Linked DNA regions of Capra hircus: region 2 is linked to region 1. A link is a contact called in public Hi-C data. All regions are on one chromosome and are shown on one strand. Each heading gives the region's core, a stretch centred on a gene start, on an enhancer-like site or on the middle of the called end of the contact. The rest is flanking DNA. Distances are from core to core; before and after follow the strand shown. Region 1 overlaps C25H16orf62 (UPF0505 protein C16orf62 homolog). Region 2 holds the start of GPRC5B (G-protein coupled receptor family C group 5 member B).

Region 1 (5,012 bases), core at 1,077-3,576:
AGGACATATGGCGTCAGCATCATGCCCTTCAGGTGCAAACACTAAATTAACATTTGTTAATTAGGGACAGAGATGGTGCCATCGCCAGGATGAGCTTCAACTTGTGAGAGTGTGCTGCCACCTAGTGGACCCAATGTTTAAGCCATGATTCTTTCAGATTTTAATTAAAACAGGGAACTTTACACTTTCTGTGAAGAGGCAGAAAAGTGATCCTTCACTTATGCCAGGCAAAGTAAGTCAGACAGAGAAAGGCAAATACTGTCTTTCACTTATATGATTTCACTTATATGTGAAATCTAAAAGCAAACAAACAAACAAAAAATAACAGAGAGTAACAGATACAAAGAACAAACAGGTGGTTGCCAGGGAGGAGGGGAAGGAGAGAAACAATGAGAGAGATAAATGACTCATGTGTATGAAATGTAGTTATGGGAAATACAGTCAATAACTACATATTATCTTTATATCATGATAAATACTAATGCCTTATTGTGGAGATCATTTTGAAATCACTGTGTTATATAACAGGAACTAACGCAGGTCAGTTTTACTTCAAAAAGAAACAAGCAGAGCCTGGGACCTACAGGCTCTATGGTGGGGTCAATGGCAATCTCCAAGAGGGCTTACGCCAAGGGGAACCTTCCAGGGCTGCAGCGGCTAGTACCCATTTCCCAAGGTGAGCCACCTCCTCAAGGTCTCCACAAGAGACTCTCCAACACATCTGATAGGCTGAAAGTGTTAGCCACTTAGTTGTCCAACTCTTTGCAACCTCATGGACTGTAGCCCACCAGGCTCCTCTGTCCATGGAATTCTTCAGATGAGAATACTAGAGTGGGTTGCCATTTCCTCCTCCAGGGGATCTTCCCAACCCGGGGAATGAGCCTCCCGAATCTTCTGCACTGCAGGCAGATTCTTTACCACTAAACCACCAGGGAAGCCCCTGAGGCACTTGAAAATAGGCTCGTGTGGAATCTGTCCTCAGAGGTTCTAATGTAAATGGTCTGGGGCACAGCTTGGCCACTGGAAGTGTTCTTAAAGCTCTCCAGGTATGTAACTGAAGACGAGAACCACAGCTCCAAACCATGGATTCAATTTAGAAGTTCCTAAGAAGCCTCAGGGATTGAGCCCCAGTTCTCAAAGCTACCTGCCTTTGACCTCCTGGCAGGAAGCATTTGGTTACCTGCAGTCACAGGCTCTCCAAGGCAGCCACATCTGATGCCGAGAGAGGCCTCCTGAGATGAGCACGGAACTCCGAGCACTGGGACTGCATGTGCACAGCACAGCAGGCCCCGCTGGGCAGCCGTGTGACTTCTCATACCTCCTCGGGTGTGTGGACCCGACTTCAGAGAACCCAATGCCTTTACTCCACAAAAAGCTTACCATCTCTCCAAAACCGGCCTTCTTTTTTTTTTTTTTTAAATACATTTTTGTATTTCACCTTCATATTCTAAGGGGCCTTTAACTACTAAACCATTTTCAGCCAAAAGAGCTGGGTGAACATTTGTTTTCCTTTGTTAACTTCAGTTTAGTTCAGTCACTCAGTCGTGTCCAGCTCTCTGTGACCCCATGAACCACAGAACACCAGGCCTCCCTGTCCATCACCAACTCCCAGAGTTTACCCAAACTCATGTCCATTGAGTCAGTAATGCCATCCAACCATCTTATCCTCTGTCATCCCCTTCTCCTCCTGCCCTCAATCTTTCCCAGCATCAAGGGTCTTTTCAATTGAGTCAACTCTTCACATCAGGTGGCCAGAGTATTGGAGTTTCAGCTTCAACATCATTGTTAAGTTAGTGGACAACTATTTTGAGAAATAACACCTGATCCTAGATTCCTTTCCTTTCTTGATTCACTTACTTATAAACCAAAGACACTGAAATACAAGAGATCAGTGACAACAGTTAACATTTTCTGAGCACCTTACTTTGACACTGACCCTGCCAGTTCCTAGAGGGGGACAGACAGACATCATGTGCTTCCTGCACATTCTCCCAATTAAAATTCTCCCCAGAAGTTCCCTGAGGCAAGGTCTACATTCCACAAGTGAAGGTGTGGGAACTTCACAATGGGAAATTCCACTTCCCATTCCACAAGTGAAGAGACCAAGGCTCAGGTTCACACCACCCTGGAGGATAGGCAAGGAATGCAGGCAGAGACGCCAGAGCCCAGCTTCCAGCTCTGCGCTCACTGCCTCCAGGGAAGTCCCAGTAAAAGCACCGCCACGCCTGCGCACTGCAGACGCCCAGGGCGGTGTCCCGCATCCCCACCCAGCTGGATGCTCCCACGCTCCCATGCCTCGTCCACCACCACAAACCCCCTGCCCCCCAACAGCAGCACGTGTTCCTGTGGCGCCGAGGGTAACAGAGACACATGCACAGTGGACCTCCGCACTCCGAGCTGCCACTCAAGCAAGCGAGGCCCGCCCCCTTTGTAAAAGGTGAGAGCGGCTCTCTAGCCCCAAAGTGTAACATGCAGCCCCTGAACATGCAGGCTGCCTCGCAGGCCTGAGGAAAGCTATTCACAACAGATCTGGACAAGGGTGCCTCTGGGAATCCTTTGAATAGGTGAAACATGCCCACCGTTCCAAATTCAAAAAGGCTACAGGAGGTACCGAATGATGCTCACTGCCTGGACCACCCTCGTTTGGAGGGGGGCCGGGGTGCGGGAGGGAGGCACTTTTACTAGTTTCTTGAGTATCCTCCTAATGTTTCTTTAGGCAAACACAAGTGACGAGAAGCAAGTGTTCTAACTTTCCTCCTTTCTTACACAAAATGGAACATACTCTCATAGCCGTTCTGCATCTTGAGTTTTTCACCCAACAACATAACATGGGTACCTTCCACACCGGGACACAGCACGGCTTCACTCCTCAGGGGCTCCTAGCGCTGAAGTGCACAGACGTGTCATCTTCTGTTTAACTGGTCCCCTCTGGACGGTCACTCGGGTTGCTGGGATGAATTCCCAGAGGTGAGTTGCTGGGTCAAGGCTACACGCACTTGTAGTTTTCATAGAGAGAATTTCCCCCATAAGCCAAGTGATGGATAAGCGTTTGGGTGGACTCCGGGAGTTGGTGATGGACAGGGAGGCCTGGCGTGCTGTGGTTCATGGGGTTGCAAAGAGTCAGACACGACTGAGTGACTGAACTGAACTGAAGAGCAATCAAGCAGGTGCTCTGACTGCTCAGAGAGAACTCAATTTGAGCCCCTGTTCTGCCACTCACTACCCTGGGGAAGTGGATGAGCTGCTTTACATCCTTGTGCCTCAACCTCCTCATCTGTGAAGTGAGGATAATTATAGCTGCTGCTGCTAAGTCGCTCAGTTGTGTCCGACTCTTCGTGACCCCGTGGACTGCAGCCTACCAGGCTCTTCCATCCATGGGATTTTCCAGGCAAAAGTACTGGAGTGGGTTGCCATTGCCTTCTCTGGGATAATCACAGACCCTACCTCATAGAGCTGTTACAAAGACGGCGTGACTGAATATCACTAAAGAACCTAAAACAGTCAGGCCCAAAGAAAACCCTTATTTGCTGAGGATTCTCACCGTTATTCTCAACCCCCAGCCCAGCTCATTCCTAGAATACAGCAAGGACAGCAGGCATCTACACCATACCTCAGTCCTGCTGGCTGAGGTATGGGATTGGGCTGCCACCACAGAGGCTGACAGAATGACTGCCCCAAATTCTCACAGGGTTAATGTCTGGATCTGGCCAGGTTTGCGGGCTCATCGGCCTCTTGGAACTAGTCTCGCCCAGGGATGCTGACTCAGGCAAAAGAGACTTGCAGGAGGCTGGTGAGGGAACCAGAAGGTCAATGTGTCAATTCGCCATGAGAACAGAACCGTCAGGAGAAACAGACACAGCTACCAGCCTCTCTGGCTGACTGACACCCTCGCTCCCTGAAGGAAAGCTGGGCATGAGGACAAGCTGAGGCCCAAGGGGTGTGTAACTGATGTCTATTCTGAGAGCCTGAAGCGCCTGTCTGTTCTGGATCACTACCCCCCCTTCCATCCCCACTGCCTCCCCAGGTCCCTGCCACCCTCATTTTTTACCTGAAATGTTGCACTGGACTCACAACTGGGCCCCTTGCCCCGCCCTTGCCCTACAATCTAGTCTCAACACAGCAGTCAGAGGAAGCACATTAAAAACTAAATCAGAACTTGCACTTACTCTACGTAACACCTCAGTGGCTCCTCATGTCCTCCAGGTCAAAGCCCAAGCCATTTCAACGGCCTACATGGCCCCCCAGGTTCTGGCCTTGTCCCCATCCCCTCACCACCACTCCACACCACCTGCAGCAGCACCCTGGCCTCAGTTCTCTGAAGCTGCCAGGACTGCTCCTACCCCAGGGCCTTTGCACTGGCTATTCCTTGGTCCTAACTGGCCCCACGTTGCCAGCATGTGATTCATCTCTCACGTACTTCAAGTACTTGCTCACACATCAACTTCTCAGCGAGGCCTCCTCCAACCACCCTATTTAAAAGTGCAGCCCACCTCCACCCACTGCTCTGATTTGGAGTTTTTTCCCTCCATAGCACCAGTCCTCGTCTAATATACAATCAGGTTTACTTATGTATTCTGTAAATCTCCTCTTTGTGGCACAGCCCACCAAGGCCTGGATTTTTGTTTCCTATTTGCTGACACTGTCAGTGCCCAGCAGAGCACCCAACACCACCTCCCCGGATCATCTGAACCCAAAGATCCTAGATGTCTCTTCCTGGCTCAGTTAGCTCCCATTCCCTTTTCTCCTGGAAAGAGCATCAACCTTTCTTCTTTGGGGTATCTGAACTCTGGATTATCTGCACATTCCCTCCTCCAGAGCCCATAACTGGCTCAGGGACTGACGAGTGATCCAAGCCAGATCAATGAGATGAATTCCAAGACTTCTGCTGGAAAGTGTGGCTAGAATTTCCTTCCTTCTCCTGGGACTACTAGCAGCAAAGCTGATAGAAGCTGGGGACACCTTGTGGAGCTTGAGAATGAAGTCAACCCAAGAAAAAGTACTAGAAAAAGCCA
Region 2 (5,266 bases), core at 704-3,203, 290 kb before region 1:
CAGAGAGGTAGGGGAACTGGAGTCATCTCTCCGTCATGTAGGGCTGGGATGGGGTGAGGGGTCTTATCCATACCACAGTGGGGTCCTCAAAGTTCTGGGGAGGGGGGGATTGCGGAGAGACCACTGGGAAAATCCGGCCTGAAGCTGGAGTGCAGCCCCCAGGCAGGGTCGAGGCAATGCCGACCTCAGATAGCCCAGGTGGTCTAGGAGCCACATTCAGTGTTGAGGTACGTGGTGGCCCAGACCCTTTCCATAAGGAGCGTCTCACAGTTGCGCTGTGGGCGGGTGAGCAGCCTGAGCTCTGAGTGCCGGCTGAGCGCCAGACTAGTGGCCCCAGGCCCCCAAGTGTGTGCTGGAGGCAATCGTGGAAGTGTGCGCATGCGTGTGAGTGATGAGGGTGGTAGCAGTGGTGGGATCCTGCGTATGGATCCATGTGAGGGGTGAGTGGGCGTGTGAATATGCTTGTGGTAGACATATGAGTATGTTTGGGGTGGCCAAGAACACGGACGTGGGGCTCACGTTGCATAAAGGGACAAAGGCACGTGGCAGGAGGTGGCAGGATTGGAGTGTGCCCAGGCGGGAGGGGCTGCCTGGCTGAAGTTGGGGTGTTAGTGATTCTGGAACAGTCTCAGCAGAATCCTCTCTGCACCCTGGATCCAGCACTGGTATATTGTGGGGAAGTAACTGTTTAGAATTCAAGATTGAGAAAGGAGTCCAACAGGGCTGTCTGCTGGCACCCTGTTTGTTTGACCTATCCGCCGAGCCCATCATGAGAAATGCCAGGCTGGATAAGGTACAAGCTGGAATCGATAGGCGGGAGAAACATCAACAACTATAGGTATGTGGATGATACCACTCTGATGGCAGAAAGTGAAGAGGAACTAAAGAGCCTCTTGATGAGGGTGAAGAGGGAGAGTGAAAGAGCCAGTTTAACACTAAATATTACAGAAAACTAAGATCATGGCATCAGGCCCCATTACTTCACGGCAAATAGAAGGGGAAAAGGTGGAAGTAGCGACAGATTTCTTCTTCTTGGGCTCCAAAATCACTGTGGATGGTGACTGCAGCCATGAAATCAGAATATGATTACTTCTTGGCAGGAAAGCTGTGACAAACTTAGACGGTGTGTTGAAAAGTAGAAACACTACTCTGCCGACAAAAGTCTTATGGTCAAGGCTATGGTCTTCTTAATGGCCGGGTACTCTTGTGAGAGCTGGACCGGAAAGAAAGCAGAACGCCAAAGAATTGATGCCTTCGAAATGGGGTGCTAGAGAAGACTTCTGAAAGTTCCTTGGACAGCAAGATCAAACCAGTCAATCTTAAGAGAAATCAACCCTGAATACTCGTTGGAAAGACTGATGCCGAAGCTGAAGCGCCAGTAGTTTGGTCACCTAATGCGAACAGCGGACTCATTGGAAAAGTTCCTGATGCTGGAGAAGATTGAAGGTGGAAGGAGAAGAGGGCGTCAGAGGATGAGATGGCTGGAAGGCAACACCGATGCAATGGACATGATCTTGGGCAAACTCAAGGAGATGGTGAGGGACAGGGAGGAGGGAGGCCTGACGTGCTGCAGTCCAGGGGGTTGCAAAGAGTCGGACACGACAGGGCGACAGAACAACAGCTGTTTAGTAACCCACAGTTTAGAAAACCCCTCTATGTGTGTGTTTCTGCAAGTAGATCAACGGAGGAAAATGTCCAGCGCGTCCACAGTGCTTTGGGACGCACTGTGGATGTGAGGGTGGTGGTCCCTAAATGCGGACACTGGAGGGGGCTCGCCTCGGCGCTGCAAGCGGGAAGCAAGGAGCGTGCGCCGGGTTCGGCTTGGAACAATCAGCCCTGGCCGGGACGGGGGCGGGGTTCGGAGGCTCCGGGGGCGGGGCCTCAGGGGGCGGGGCCGCGGCGGCTGCAGCAGCGCGGGCCGGGCCAGGGGGCGCCTCGCGCGGCTGCGGCTAGCGAGTGCGATGCAGTGAGGCCGGACGGGCGGGCGGGCGGGCGGGATCGCTGGGCTGGGGCCACGGCGGCGCTGCAGAGATGTGACTCGGGCCGAGGGCCAGCGGGAGCGTCGGCGCTGCGGGGCCGCGGGGGTCGGTGAGTGCCAGCCGCGCCGGCAGGGTGGAGGGCGCTGCGGCGACCCCAGAAACTTTTCCCCGGGTGCACTTGGGAGCGTTGGGATGTGGTCTGCTTCTTGGGCTTTTCTGAGTTCCTCCTCTTCCCCAAGGGGTTAGTCTGCTGGGGGAGTTGGGGTTTCCGGGCTGGAGGACCACAGTTTGGCGGCAGAGAGGAGCCCGCAGACCGCGGGGCAGGGGGCGGAGAAGGTTGGGACCTTAATGGGGCGGGGGCGGTGTTCCCGGACCAGACGGAGATCAAAGTCTCAGAGGAGGGTCTGGAGGCGATCGCAGATCAGGCAAAGGGCTGTTGGAACTGTAAGAGACTTCAGGCGTGCCCGAGTGACTCGTGTGAGGGCAGCCGCGGGCAGGTCTGGGGGCTGCGTGGCAGGCGCGGGGCCTGACCACAGACAGGGCAGGCGGAGCCGGGGGCACAAGGGGAGAGCTTTGGAGGTGAGCTGCGGCACCTGCCGTAGGGACTGGGGGTCGCGGCTACGCACTACCGGACAAGGAAGGGACACTGCGGGCGAAAGGAGGCAGAGCTGGGACCTGGAGCTGGGGTACAAGTGAGGGGCGGCTGCATACAATGGCGGGGGGGTTAGCGTTTCTGTTCCGGCCAGGCTAGAGGCGATGATCAGCCCTGTGCTGCGTCCCCACCCTTTGGGGGACACAGGCTTCCAGTCCCAAGAATCCCGGGACCCCTACCGCCCGCACCCGCCTCGGCCGGAGGGTTGGTTAACTGGCCAGGGAGGGGGTACCATTGCCACCGAGGAGGGGTCCAGCGCAGCCCTTGGGTTCATTCCCCGGCTATGTCACTCCCAGGCCTAGCCAATCGCCCTCCCACCCCTCAACGCAACTTGTCCCCAGTTCGCTAAGGGGGCGGCTCCTTGGAGCGCGGACAAAGGCCCCTGGAGTGTGGCGGGCAGCGGCATCCCCGCCTGGGGCCCCGGGCCACGCGCCACATTGGCTGCCCAACTGCGCCAGTATGGGGGGTGGGGGGGACCTGAACTGAGCCCAGGAGGAACTAGGGGTCCTCGCAAAGAGGCGAGAAGTGGGGGAGGGGCTTGGCACAAAAGCTTTGGAACTTCTGCCGAGGAACCTTGATTCATAAGTTTCCCCAGGGATGGAGGCTTTCTGGAGGACTCGAGACGTTGAGTTAAACTGCATGCAAATAGGATGTAAATAGAATGCAAATCGGTATCTGTGGGTTGGGAGACCTCCACCCGGCCGGTTTTGTATCTGGACTGTGGAGTGAACTGTTTCCTATCTGTTCCTGCTCTGTCTGAAAAGGGGTCAACTGAGTTGGGAAGGGAAAAATGGAAGTGGGAAGGAGTCGCCATTTAGGGCACAGGCAGTGAGACAAGCAGTCTTGTTAGAGAGAGAGAAGCTTAAAATCTTGATCGGTTAATGTATTATTTCAGTAAATGTGCCAGCTACACAACTGGCAGATAAGCCCCTGCTCTCAGAGCACTGGGGAGTTGGGCAAACACTAAATAAGTAAATAAATAGTAAGTGGATAAAACTTCCATTTGGGATAAGTGCTGCCAGGAAAATAAAGCAGGGTGATGTAAAATAAAGTGACAAGAGTTCTGCGCAGTGACATTTTAGTGGAGCTTTGCAAGACAGGGCTGCCCCCCCCTCCACCCCCGCCACTGGCAGATGTTGGGGGGGAAGACTGAACCAGGCAGAGGGCACTGCAAGTGCAAAGGCTGGGAGGTGGGAATGAGCTTAGAGAAACTGAACAAAGGCCATTGTGGCTGGAGCTGTAGGCAGATGTTGAGAGTGGGGGTCTGAAAGGGGATGACAGGACCAGCCAAACCCCGATTTGGGGGGCCATGGAAAGGAGCTTAGGTTTTATTCTCCTAAATGAATCCTTGGAGGGAGGGTTTGGAGTAGAAAGCCACGAGATCTGATTTTTAAAAGCTCCCCTGACCTCAACAAGGAGAGGAAAAGCAGCTCCCCTTTCATTCTGCCTCTGGGGATGGCGAGGCGCCGGGAGCCTCCGAAGTGGACCTGTAGGGACTGCTTTGAATGAGCCTACGCCAGGGATGGGTCAGGTTTTAAAACCCACTTCTCACTTTTAGGCAGTTTCTGTCTACCCTAAGCAGCCCCCACCCAGAGCCCTCGGCTCCATATGCACTTCCACGCAAGAGCTTCCTGGGGGTTCTGAGTTAGTCACATTTTCTTCTCGGAATTACAGCCTGAGAGGAACCATCCACCCTGGAACGGGCAGCCAAGGATGCAATTTGCATTTAAATGATTGCTTTTATTTACAGGATTGGAGCTGCTTTGCATATTCATGGATCACGGAGCCTGTGTTCTGACAACCCTGTTTACTAACGTGTGAGGGTTATTAAATTCAAGGGCCCCCAGATAGTCTGGTGGTCTGGATGGTGCTGGGAACTAAAGATTATGAGATGGTATAACTTGGAAAAGAGATCAAAGGGTAAGATTGCAGGTCTGAGAAAGAGTTTTAATTAATGTCAGGAAACCTTGCAACAGTTTAATCCTTCGGGAGCAGGAAATGCTCTAAAGGGAGTGGGCAAGGACAGAGTGTGGTGTTGGGGTGCGTGGGGAGACAGGCTCCGCAGTCTCATCCTGGCCGTCTGCTGAACATGGCGGGGAGTCCAACTGGGGTGCAGCAGCCTTGAGGTCAGGAGTCCGGAGCAGTGGGTTCTAGTCCCAGCTCATCCGTCACTTCCAGGAAGCCTCTGGCCAAGTCGCCTTACCACTTCCTATTCCCAACAGGACACAGAATTGTCTTTGTTTTTGTAACAAGTCAGGACCCAGAGCTCCCTGTCTGCCAGGCACCAGGCTGAGTACTTTCTAAGTACCTTTCACGTCGGCTTTGAGAAAGCGGCACTATTACTATCATTGTTTTACAAAGAGACTGAAGGTCAGAGAGGTTAAGTAATGCCCTGTGTCACTCGGTTCTGTCTGACTTCCTCCAGCTGAGGTCTTCCACTCTTGAGGACACAGATGGGAGTGTAAATTCTGTGCCAGGTATTCATTAGTACTTTAGACATGCCCAGGGCTAGGTAAGGCCCTCCAGACCTGCTTAGTTTTTCTTTCCCGTCCATGCTCCAGCACCTCCTCCCCACTTCTTTAGAGAAGGTGGGTTAAAGGGGCCTCTGCTGGCAGTAGCCAAGGGGAAGCGGGTC

Evidence for each region. Hi-C and Micro-C count contacts between places; a contact is called where the count stands out from the background.
Region 2: a contact with region 1 is called in a Hi-C map of blood, with 5 times the contacts expected there. The contact joins the promoter of GPRC5B here to the enhancer-like site in region 1. A contact is called at or near these places in 3 of 5 Hi-C or Micro-C datasets (blood and liver).

Annotation. Positions count from the first base shown.
Region 1 is chr25:17,043,700-17,048,711 of ARS1.2, reverse strand. All of the region lies in intron 8 of C25H16orf62 (UPF0505 protein C16orf62 homolog), which reads right to left. Among named protein-coding and RNA genes, the nearest start is that of C25H16orf62, 41 kb to the right of the region's middle. Within about 2 kb of position 2,326, at least 1 of the 5 cell types and tissues checked has an H3K27ac peak or open chromatin away from gene starts, as enhancers often do.
Region 2 is chr25:17,332,631-17,337,896 of ARS1.2, reverse strand. GPRC5B (G-protein coupled receptor family C group 5 member B) reads left to right here and starts at 1,953. Exons shown (of 4, transcript XM_018040564.1): 1 at 1,953-2,088.